2 separate regions of the Cricetulus griseus genome follow, and region 1 is linked to region 2. A link is a contact called in public Hi-C data. All regions are on one chromosome and are shown on one strand. The core of a region is the stretch at or near the end of the contact, and the rest is flanking DNA. Distances in the headings are between cores, read along the strand shown. Region 1 has its middle 75 kb from the start of Slc38a11. Region 2 holds the start of Scn3a (sodium channel protein type 3 subunit alpha).

Region 1 (4,884 bases), core at 910-3,409, 160 kb after region 2:
AATCTATAACTAGTCTATATTGGTTTTTGAAATTTTAACATCTAGCAAGTCCTGTCTAGATTTTTCAAATATATACAAGGAGGAAAAATTGTCTACAACTTGTGTTTTAAATATATACTCCTTACATGCTGCTCTTTCACGTTGACATCGCATTGCATTTTTTCATTATGTAATATGCTTTAAGAGCCACAGTCTAGGCTGGAAGCTGCAATCCTATGTAATTTTTCAAATGGAAATTAATTCAGCAGTCTAGGGAAATACTATCACAAACAATGCCCTCCCGAATCTCATTAAATCAATTTGGAAAGGCATATGGGCGGGGAGGTAAAAATAAATCAATAAGATTAAAAAGGAAGTATATTGCTTTGCAGAGAAGGAGGGAGTTATAGTACATGGTTGCTAAGTGATGGGTTTTAAGTAGAAATTCTCTCTCTTCCTTGGAAGAGAAAGCAGTTTGGAAGAATGTAACTAGATGGTGTTTGCATATGGCTCAATTTTATACAAACTATATTTCCCTCAGCAAGACCTCACTCCATCTTTAAAGAGAGATGAGCTTTTGCAGAGGAGCCGTTGCCTAGCAACAAGATGCTAAGAAGGCTAGCCCAAGCTGAGTCTTCTCTAGAAACAGCTCCCCCTCTCCCCACCGTGCTGCAAGCCACAACGACCTCCAGCACACGCAGATGCCCTTGAGAGAATCACCTTAACAACCAGAAAGCCTCGACTGAAGACTTCTGCTGGGATCGCTAAGAGGTCTATGTTCCGTTTGTTTTGCAACAGACAACGTTGTGCCTGTGTCCTCGACACTTAGCACTATACAAAACAGTTTCAACGTGCTTTTGAGTCTTAAGCCTCTGGCTCGAATCAGTGTTGAGTCCCATTGCTGACCCCCTGAACTAACCAGACCCAAGATCTGCATCTGTTACCCAAGTCTCTGAGATGTGAGAAGTGTCCTAGGAAAATATTTTTGCTTTGACCTCAAATGTTTAACCCCCGCGCCCCGCCCTAAAACAGTCAGGGTAGCAAATCCTCTAACACCTTCACAGGTTAAATATACGTGTGTGTGTGTGTGTGTGTGTGTGTGTGTGTGTGTGTGTGTGTGTGTGTGTGTGTGTGTGTGTGTGTGTGTGTGTGTTCCTAATGCCTATCACTTTGATAAAGATTCTAGGTACGGATTCTTTGTTTTCTTTGGGTCTTTACTGAGGAGGTAGTACTAGGTGCTGCAGATAAAATCCAGAGCACCGTTTCCACCGAAGCCTAAAGGGAGCCGTGGCAGTAAATAAGCCAGAAAAATCTACAAGCACCGGGGGAGCCGGCGTGGAGGTGCTTCGTCCACTCTGAGATCAGAGTGGCTTCAGATATTCCTCAGGCAAAGCAGTGGGTGTGGCTGCAAAGTGAGCTGGAGGCTGATGGGGAGGGGGGGCGCTTCAGGATGAGAGAGAACAAAAGGCCCCTGCAGAGACAAGCAAGCCTGTGTGCTGCCTGAGAAACGCATAGCCTCCATCCTTTGCAGTCCCATGATATACGTATTGTTCACAATATGCAAATTAACTCGGTAATTTTTATTACATCCCAGGATATAGCCAAAGACTATATCCTGGGATGCAACAAATGTAATGCAGAACTGAATGTTATTTCACCAATCTTTTATTCAAATTGTATTTAATAAAAGCTTGATTCCTTCTTATGGATCAAATGGGAGCATCGTCACTTGGAATATGCCCAGAATGACTTCTTTAAGAAGCTAGGAAAAGTGATAGAGCGATTCCTAAGTAATCATTTGTCAAACTGTGACCTCCCAAGGAAAACCAGGAAACATGATGAGGCAGACAACCCTGGCAAACTCCGTATTGAAACGCACTTACCTATTCTTAGGTGTAGGTCTGGTTTTCTTTTGAAGTACAATAGGCAAATGAACTGACTGGAGTTATTTTTAAAAGAATACGATGTGGTTTGATTTTTGAAGGGTGTTTTTGAAAACACTACGCCCAAAATTAAAGCTTTAGGCTCCTCTGATCTGCTTTCTCCGGGCCTTCTCTGCCTCTCTGCTGCCCTCTTGTGCAAAAAGGAAGTATAACACCTTGGAAAATCTTGTCTACAAACCCATTGAAAATGGAGGGATGACGATGCACTCTAGCCTTTCCTACAGATTCCGGGAATCCGGCTATGCCGTGACTGAGTCACCATGCAGACGAGTTTCTACTAAATGACATTTTCATGTCTTGTTACAAATAGAGGAGAGCTTTTTCAACCTCAGAAGACAGCTCAAGAATATTTTTAGAAAAGAAAAAGACAAGGAAGCAAGATTTAATTGGCTAATTAAGGTTCCAAGTTGGACAGTTAGAGAACAGTAATTGCTCAGGCAAGGACTAAACCTTACAGTGTGCACATGTCTTTCAACCACACTTCACCTGTGGCACGGTGGATATCAGGGACCTCTTCCTCCTCTACAGGAACAAAGCATGTATTGAAGAAATAAGCTCCTTTGCATAACATAAAATGTGAAAGAAAATTTTCAGTTCAAAGACAGTTTCTCTAGTGTGCCCTTCAAATATCCTAATCTTTACCATCTTATTTTATTTTTTCTTTTTCATTCTATCCTGTGCCTTGGAGTTTTTAGGTGGTCTCCTCCTAGTTCTGCAGTCACACTTCTGCCAATGATTTACCAATGGCTATCCAGCTATCTCACATGCGAGGCATTGACCTGCGAACAACCCACCATAATCTCAGAGTAAGAGAAGACTGCCTTCCACCCTGACCTTTTCCATGGGGAAGGATGGTCCTATCATTGCCTTTGACTTAGTGCCCAAATATTATGGCCCCACCCTTTTTCTCCTGTCCTTGCATCCATTATCCAACTCGTTCATTTTAGAAACTCAGGGTGTATGAGCTGTTGGAGCTTCCTGAGGAAAATGTGGTGCTTAATGAATTGATACGGAATGGGAGAAGAGACTAACGGACGGATGGATAGAAAGGGTGGGCATGCTGACGGAGAGGGAAAAAAGATATATACCCGACAATCAAAGCTGAACAAAAGCTAAATGGGTAGGTGTTGTAGGGGAAGCTGTAGCCACGCCTACTTAGGGGCTGGCTACAGGTGTGCCTACAAGGTGTGCCTTCACAAGGAATAGAATCTATTTATGGCAAGGGAATGAGGTGAAAATTCAGGAAAAAAAAAGTGTGTCAGACATGGGGAATGTCTGCTCCTGACCCTTGTGTAGGAGCTATGAATTTTCATGAAGCCATTGTATGGGCATAGAAGAGGGGGCACGGAGGACCATGAAGGGAAGAGTGGTCACTTTAGAGTAGACTCAGCTCTTCCTTCCTGTTAGCATGTTTAGTTTATGAAGTATAACCCTGTTTCATCTCTTTAAAGATTTATTTTTTTGCTTTTGTAGGTGTGTGCCATGTGCCTATGGAAGCCAAAAAAGGACATCGGATCCCCTGGTGTTAGAGTCATAGGCAGTTATTGAGTTGCCCGATTTGGGTACTGGGAACTGAACTCAGGTCCTCCAGAAAGGCAGCAACTGTGCTTAACATGGGAGCCACCTCTCCACCACCTATTTCAGTTGAAAATGAATCTAAATGCCTTTTGAAAAGAAGTACAAATGTCCCAAACCACACAAAACACTGCAGACCTTTGAGCAAATAGACTGATTATGCATTCAGACCAACTGCCTGTTTTCCTAGGGTTTTGAAATTGAAACTGCATTTTACAGCCAACCTGATTAGAAATTGCATCCTAGGAACAAAGATAGCAGTAGGAGGGTTTAACTAGTGAAGTGAGAGACGCATGCACATGTGTGTTTAGAGGATTTAGTCAAACTTTTCCATAGCACAATGTGGTCCAAAAGTTTCATTATCATTATGGAGTATTTTGGTCTAATGACATTAAAGATGTCGCCTACTGGGGCAGCAGGCTGTGAGCTGTGTTGTGTTATCAGGAAGAGCTATCAAACCCCACCTGTAGGTGGGGTCTGGGGCTTAGCTTCAGTCCAGCGCAGTCTATCAGCACTGATCCGAAGGCCGTTAAAGTACACAGGGATGGTTGTAAACAGTGCAGGAGAGATTTCAAGATGCTGTGTTCGGGCTACCATCCAGGAACACTGTCCTGGACAACCCTGGAAATATGCCCATTTGGGGTCCCTTTAACAAAAGAACTTCAGCTCCCCATCACTTAAGAACAGAGGCCGATTGGAGAACAGCAACCAATCCCAAGTTACATTATATCTGCATCTTTTGGTTTCTGATGGTTTTGATGCTATTAAGGTGGCACCCCATTTGTCAGGTGGAAAAGAGAGTGTGGGTGGGAGGTGCTGTTCAGATATCGGATCGGGATGAAGAAGCAACTGCAGTAACTCAAATAAGACAATATGTGTTTTAGGCTTAAGGTCACAGTAGCAGATGGGAAAGGGAGTGCGGAGATTTAAGGCCCGGAGAAAATTGGCTTCACCCTGTGATTGATGGGGTGTTGGTGATACAGCCGGAGAACACCAAAGAATACTTATGACCGCTCAGGTGCCTACTAGAAAAAATGATCGTCTAATGCCTCGCTTTGTTGAAGTGCCTGAGAGGAAGCGACTTTAGAGGAAAAGAACACGTTTGGTTTTAAACGTGCAGAATTTGAAAGCCCATGAAGACACTGGCCTAGACTCGTCCAGAGATAAGCAGAGGGAACTAGCTCTAGGTTTAATGCCTGGACTCTGTGCCTACGCAGATGGCAAAGTGAGAGTTCAATAAGAAGCTATCTTCGAAGTCTAAGACAACAGTAGAATAAGAAGACAGATGGGACTGGGACTCACGAGTGATGAGAATATGGTAGTTAGACACCAAAGCTGTGCTGGAGGCTGTTTGTAGCTCAGACCATTCAGGACAAAGAGTTGCATG
Region 2 (4,994 bases), core at 263-2,762:
TCAGTAGACCTGTGATTATAGTACATAAAGAAACGTCTCTTTTATAAAAGGTCTGAGAGACAAATGTTAATCGCTCAAATACATCCCTTTTGTACCATCAGGCAAGTGGGGGATGTAATTAAAATAAGTAAACATTTCTTGAACACACGGCTAAAAAGATGTTGTCAGATATATTTGCCACTGTTTTCTAGGAGTAAACTCCTTCCTGATAGACAGTCATGGTCTAGCTTTGTCTTCAAAGCTGAGATCCTAATGGCTGGACACGATGCGCGATTCTTCTATCAATGTCTACTCTCAGTGAAGCTAGCTTATCTTGACCATAGGATAGTGGGGGTATGGATAACACCAGGAATAGCTGAGACCCATCTTAAAGAAGGTACTTCAAGGGGGTTTGAGGTAGGGACTTGATAGAGTACATCCCAGCAAGCCTGAGGACCTCATTTAAAGTCCCCAGTACCCAAGAAAGTACCCAGGAAAAAGTCTCTCTTAAGGGTGGCGCTATAATCCGGCGGTGAGTACAGAGGCTGGAAGAACCTGGGAGCTCACTGGCCCATCAAACACCAGGTTCGGTGAGATAAACATTCCCCAAATGTGAAAAACAAATGAAAAACAGCAGTTCAAGCAAACCCTTATCTTACAAAAGTTCTTTTCACTTCGATGATGTAATCCTGTGTTTCACTATCCTGGCAAGCTTTTGCCGTCTAAAGTGCTTTTGAAGACTTGTGGATTCAAATAGACTATTAAATGAAAACCTTCTTTATTTCTTGTATGTAGCATATGTATGTATGCTATGTATGTGTCCATGTAGGTGTGGGACTGTATTCATGAAGTGGTGGTGTGTGTGGTGGGGGCAGGGAAGGTGATGTTAGATGTCTTCCAAGATCTACCCCCCTCTTTTGAGATGGGGTCATCCACACATCCAAACTGTCCAATGGTCAACACTAGATAGCTTTATTGAGATACAGAATCTTTCTACATTCTCATGTTACTTTTAGCGCTTTACCAAAGTAAAACAAAACAAATAACAGAAACATGAAATGTCATGCCTGCATCTATATTATACTATCTCTAAGAGGCCAGATTTCCCACCTTGAAAGCAAACTCATCTCAAAAGAGCAAACTTAGGGGAGACTTTCCAAAACCTATGCACAACATATTAGATAACCTAAAAATCCAAGTCTGAAGAAAAATTTCTATGTTTTAAAACACTTGTGATTTCTAATCAAACAACTAGAAATTTAGAAAAAAATAAAGAGGCGCAAAGAATTGTCTGTGCATACTCTCGTGGTAGCTAGGTTACCCTTGCTTCCATCACCTCACTGCTGTCACCGTGGGGACCTTTCATGATTCATAATATTTCCATACAGGTTTACCTCCTGCCTTCCAAAGAGATGGGGAATAAAAGGAATGTTTTGTCGTTTGCGCAATTGCGTGTGTCTGCCAGTAGATGGCGGTAACACGTTGGGTGCTGCCAGCTTTTTTTTTTTTTTTTTCCCTTCCAGGGCCGTTTTCTGATATATGTTGGGTACCATAGAGTGAATCTCAGAACAGGAAGCGGAGGCATAAGCAGAGAGGATTCTGGAAAGGTCCCTTTGTTTTCATGTCCACAGAGAAAGCAAGAAAAAAAATTGAATTTAATTTGCAAATCCCTGTGGCCCAAATCTGAAGAACTGCAGGGGGAGGCACGTTCCATTCTAACCATCTTGGATGCTGGCCTTTGTTGAGCTGTGATTCCTAAGGCTCTCCATCAGGTAAGCTGACAAAACATTTAATTATTTGCACCGTAGAATCTAGCCAGGTCATCTTTTCATTTTGAAATCCTCTTCATGCTGCCATATTTTAGTCTAATGTTTAAATGTAAATTATTAGGGCTGGAGGCATCATTTGATTTGTAAACTGCTTACTATCCCTTTATCTTTCAAAGGATACAGAGCTTCTGTCTGGAAATGGTGACTTACAATACAGACACGGGATTAAGGAGTGTGTGTGTGTTTGTGAAACAAGCAGATGTTTGGGGTTCATTGTATTGAGAGAACATCTGTTTTGTTAGACTTAATGCCAGGCAGCTGGGTTTCACGACTATACACCGCCTATTTAAGTATTCAGCAGTCCGTCCAGCACCTTTAAACCATAAGTGTGTAGTGAAATCGGAACTATCTTTCCTGTGCTTTAGTTTTTTATTCAACAGCTTTGGAGAGGCCATGTATGCAGGCAGTGACAACAATACAGAGGTGTTTGGCTATTTAAACATTGTCATTTTTCTTCGAAATCTGGCAGCACAGAGGGAGGGGGATAACCAAGAGTAACGTTAAAACACATATGATTTGCTAAAAATGAAACAACCCCAAAGATTCCTGTATGTTCTATAACCTCCTATTTTGGTATCTCTACCTGTCCCATAAGCTTGATAGATGGGTAGGTTTATTTTCTTCCTGGAACATTTCATGATTGGTTTTTTTTATTGTAAGTCTTATTACTACCAATCACCAGGAAAACCCATTTGAGGCCAAATGAGAATAATTTCCATTGTGTAGAGTCTATGGTTGTTACTAAAATATTTCACACCATACTCATAATGTTTCATTCAGTTAGCAATCACACCAGGGCCACATTGCCAGAAAACCTCCAGGCAATAGTTGAAAGACAAGTTTTTAAGACTAGAAAGCTTTACATATACATATGCCAAGTGTATGTATGCATGTATGTGAGGACAAAGAAGAAGGATTAGTGTTTCTGAGAGTCTGCGTGGAAATATTTTAGCCAACCCATGCTGAGCACTGTGTGCCCTGTGAGAAATAAAGACCCAGGCTTTGGTCTCCACTAAACAAAGGGACTAAAAAACAGACCTGGAGGTACCTGAAATATATTTTCTCATCCTGTGGTGAACAAACCAATGGATCTCACTTAGTAATTTAGCTTGAGTGGCAATAATACTCCCCCTTAAAACATTTCCAAATAGCGTCTGCCTCCCAGGAAAGCCCTGGCCTTGTGTATTCCAGAACTCCAACTATAGGACATAAAGAAAAGTGTTCTCTTGGAAAGGGACGTCAGAAATCCAGGTTAATTGGCTCAGATGTATTATACAGTACACACCATGCCTTCCTGCAGGTGACTGCATGTGAGTAACTTAAGGTTCTTTGTAAATGCCTGAGCTGGTTGATTACACTGGTTTACATTTATGAATGGGTGTTTATATTTGGACCATGCATGTTACCCTTTTCTGTTTTGTTTTTAAAGTGGCAATGGTTCCTTGGTTGTTCATTTAGCCTTGTTGCTCACCTCCCTTAGTTACTCTCCTATGCATACGGTTATAATGTGAGATGCTCACATGCACACATCTCCTCACCTTGAAAAAATAAGCTCTTGGAAGCCTTTGGAAATGAAACATTTGAATACATGGCATCTGTGACAAATTAGAGTATTTCATTCTTTACAGAAGTGCAATGGTGATTTCATTTGTGAGAGCCAGACACATATTCATTTTTTTTTCAGGTAGTAGATTCAAGTATGTCTAGCTCTGAGCTGGAAATGGGGGCATGGTTCAGGCTCTAGCACTTAAGAGCTCTGTGGGCTCCAAAAGGACACCAGCTACTACAGAAGTGCATTTCCTTGGGAAGTGGAATCAGTGGCTTCTTCCTGGTGATTTGGGGAATCTACATGGGGGTTTCCCTGGCTCCCCCAACACGTGTATGACAATAGTTCTCTAAGAATGAGGGTCAAAAAACAGAGAAGTGGTGGCATTTTTGAGTCCTTGGCCAGTTCCCTGTTTGGTAGAAACAGCAAGGAGTGAATGGAGAAGTGGTGAAGAGCTTGGCAGAAACAGCTCCACTGTTTCCTAACAAAGTAATTCAACTTCTGCCTCTATTGCATTATCAATAAAACAAGGATAAGCCTACTTAGAAAACCGAGCAAATGAAATAGGTTCTGTTCAGCGCTTAGTACGGATTCGAGGATGTGATCGTCTCCTCTCTCATCTGCCACCCCAATGCCCACAGAAAGGAACAGGTATCATTGCTATTATTAGTGCCAGTGATGAAATGCCTTCTACCACCACAGGAAGGGGGAGGGTGAAACCACAAGGAATTCTGTAGCTTAACAGTGGGTGACTGTCATCTTGGAAGAGGGCCTTGGCTGAATATCCAGCAAGACAAATGTGTTACCCATGACATTGTCAGTTAGTTGTGACATCACAGACACTTTCTGGAGAGTTCCTGGAACTTCCAGAAGATGGTTCTTCCTGTCCCTTGATGTCATTATGGAATGCATTATGTTTGTTTGTTTGTTTCCCTTTATCTTTTTAGCAAAATCAAACCCAAGGACTTTACTTCCCTTTACCTTAATAGGACTTGCCTTGCAGAGAAAAGGCCTATGGAAGGATTCACACAAGCAATCTGTGTTTCATGAGAAATCATATTTTAAAAACAAGTCATTTCTATAATACTGTGATGATCAGATTACAGCATCTAAACATCAGAAATGTCCTAATGAGTCACAAACTCTCTGGGCTTAAATCCTGCTAAGGATACAGCTAAAGGTGGGAAGGCAAAATGAGCCTGATGAAATGGTTGGCATGCTACAAGGGCTCTGCTTCTCCCCAGACTCTCCAAGTGCAGCTTGGTACTCTTGACAGCTGTGTGCTACAGGGATGTCTGGGAGCTAGAGCTGGGTGACCTTTCAGCACCACAGGCCTCCTAATCCTTTCCTTCAACCACCCTGGGCCTCTTTAAACTGACTCCAGGAACTGTGCTGTCAGCTCCATCTTCATGGCAGTGAGGATGACTTAATGGACTCAGGATAGCACAGAGCCAATGACTGAGAGCAGGGAGGCTTAGCAACTGGAGGGTAAGATTTCTCAGCGGGACAGGCACTGAGCTTGCTGTTGCTAGTCATTTCTCTTGGCTCCAGCTTCTTCCTAGCTCCTGTGAGTCTGTAATTGCAGGGTGAAGTTTATCTGAAGCCATCTGTAAATGCAAGTAAGTAATGATGTATTTTTT

Evidence for each region. Hi-C and Micro-C count contacts between places; a contact is called where the count stands out from the background.
Region 1: a Hi-C map of the CHO-K1 cell line shows a contact between it and region 2, with 5 times the contacts expected there. The contact joins the enhancer-like site here to the promoter of Scn3a in region 2. A contact is called at or near these places in 4 of 8 Hi-C or Micro-C datasets (the CHK-Q cell line, the CHO-K1 cell line and fibroblasts).

Annotation. Positions count from the first base shown.
Region 1 is chr6:109,631,267-109,636,150 of CriGri-PICRH-1.0, forward strand. No RefSeq gene overlaps it. Among named protein-coding and RNA genes, the nearest start is that of Slc38a11, 75 kb to the right of the region's middle. Within about 2 kb of position 2,160, at least 1 of the 6 cell types and tissues checked has open chromatin away from gene starts, as enhancers often do. A contact at or near this core is called in the CHO-K1 cell line, where this site is marked.
Region 2 is chr6:109,471,100-109,476,093 of CriGri-PICRH-1.0, forward strand. Scn3a (sodium channel protein type 3 subunit alpha) reads left to right here and starts at 1,513. Exons shown (of 28, transcript XM_027420282.2): 1 at 1,513-1,751.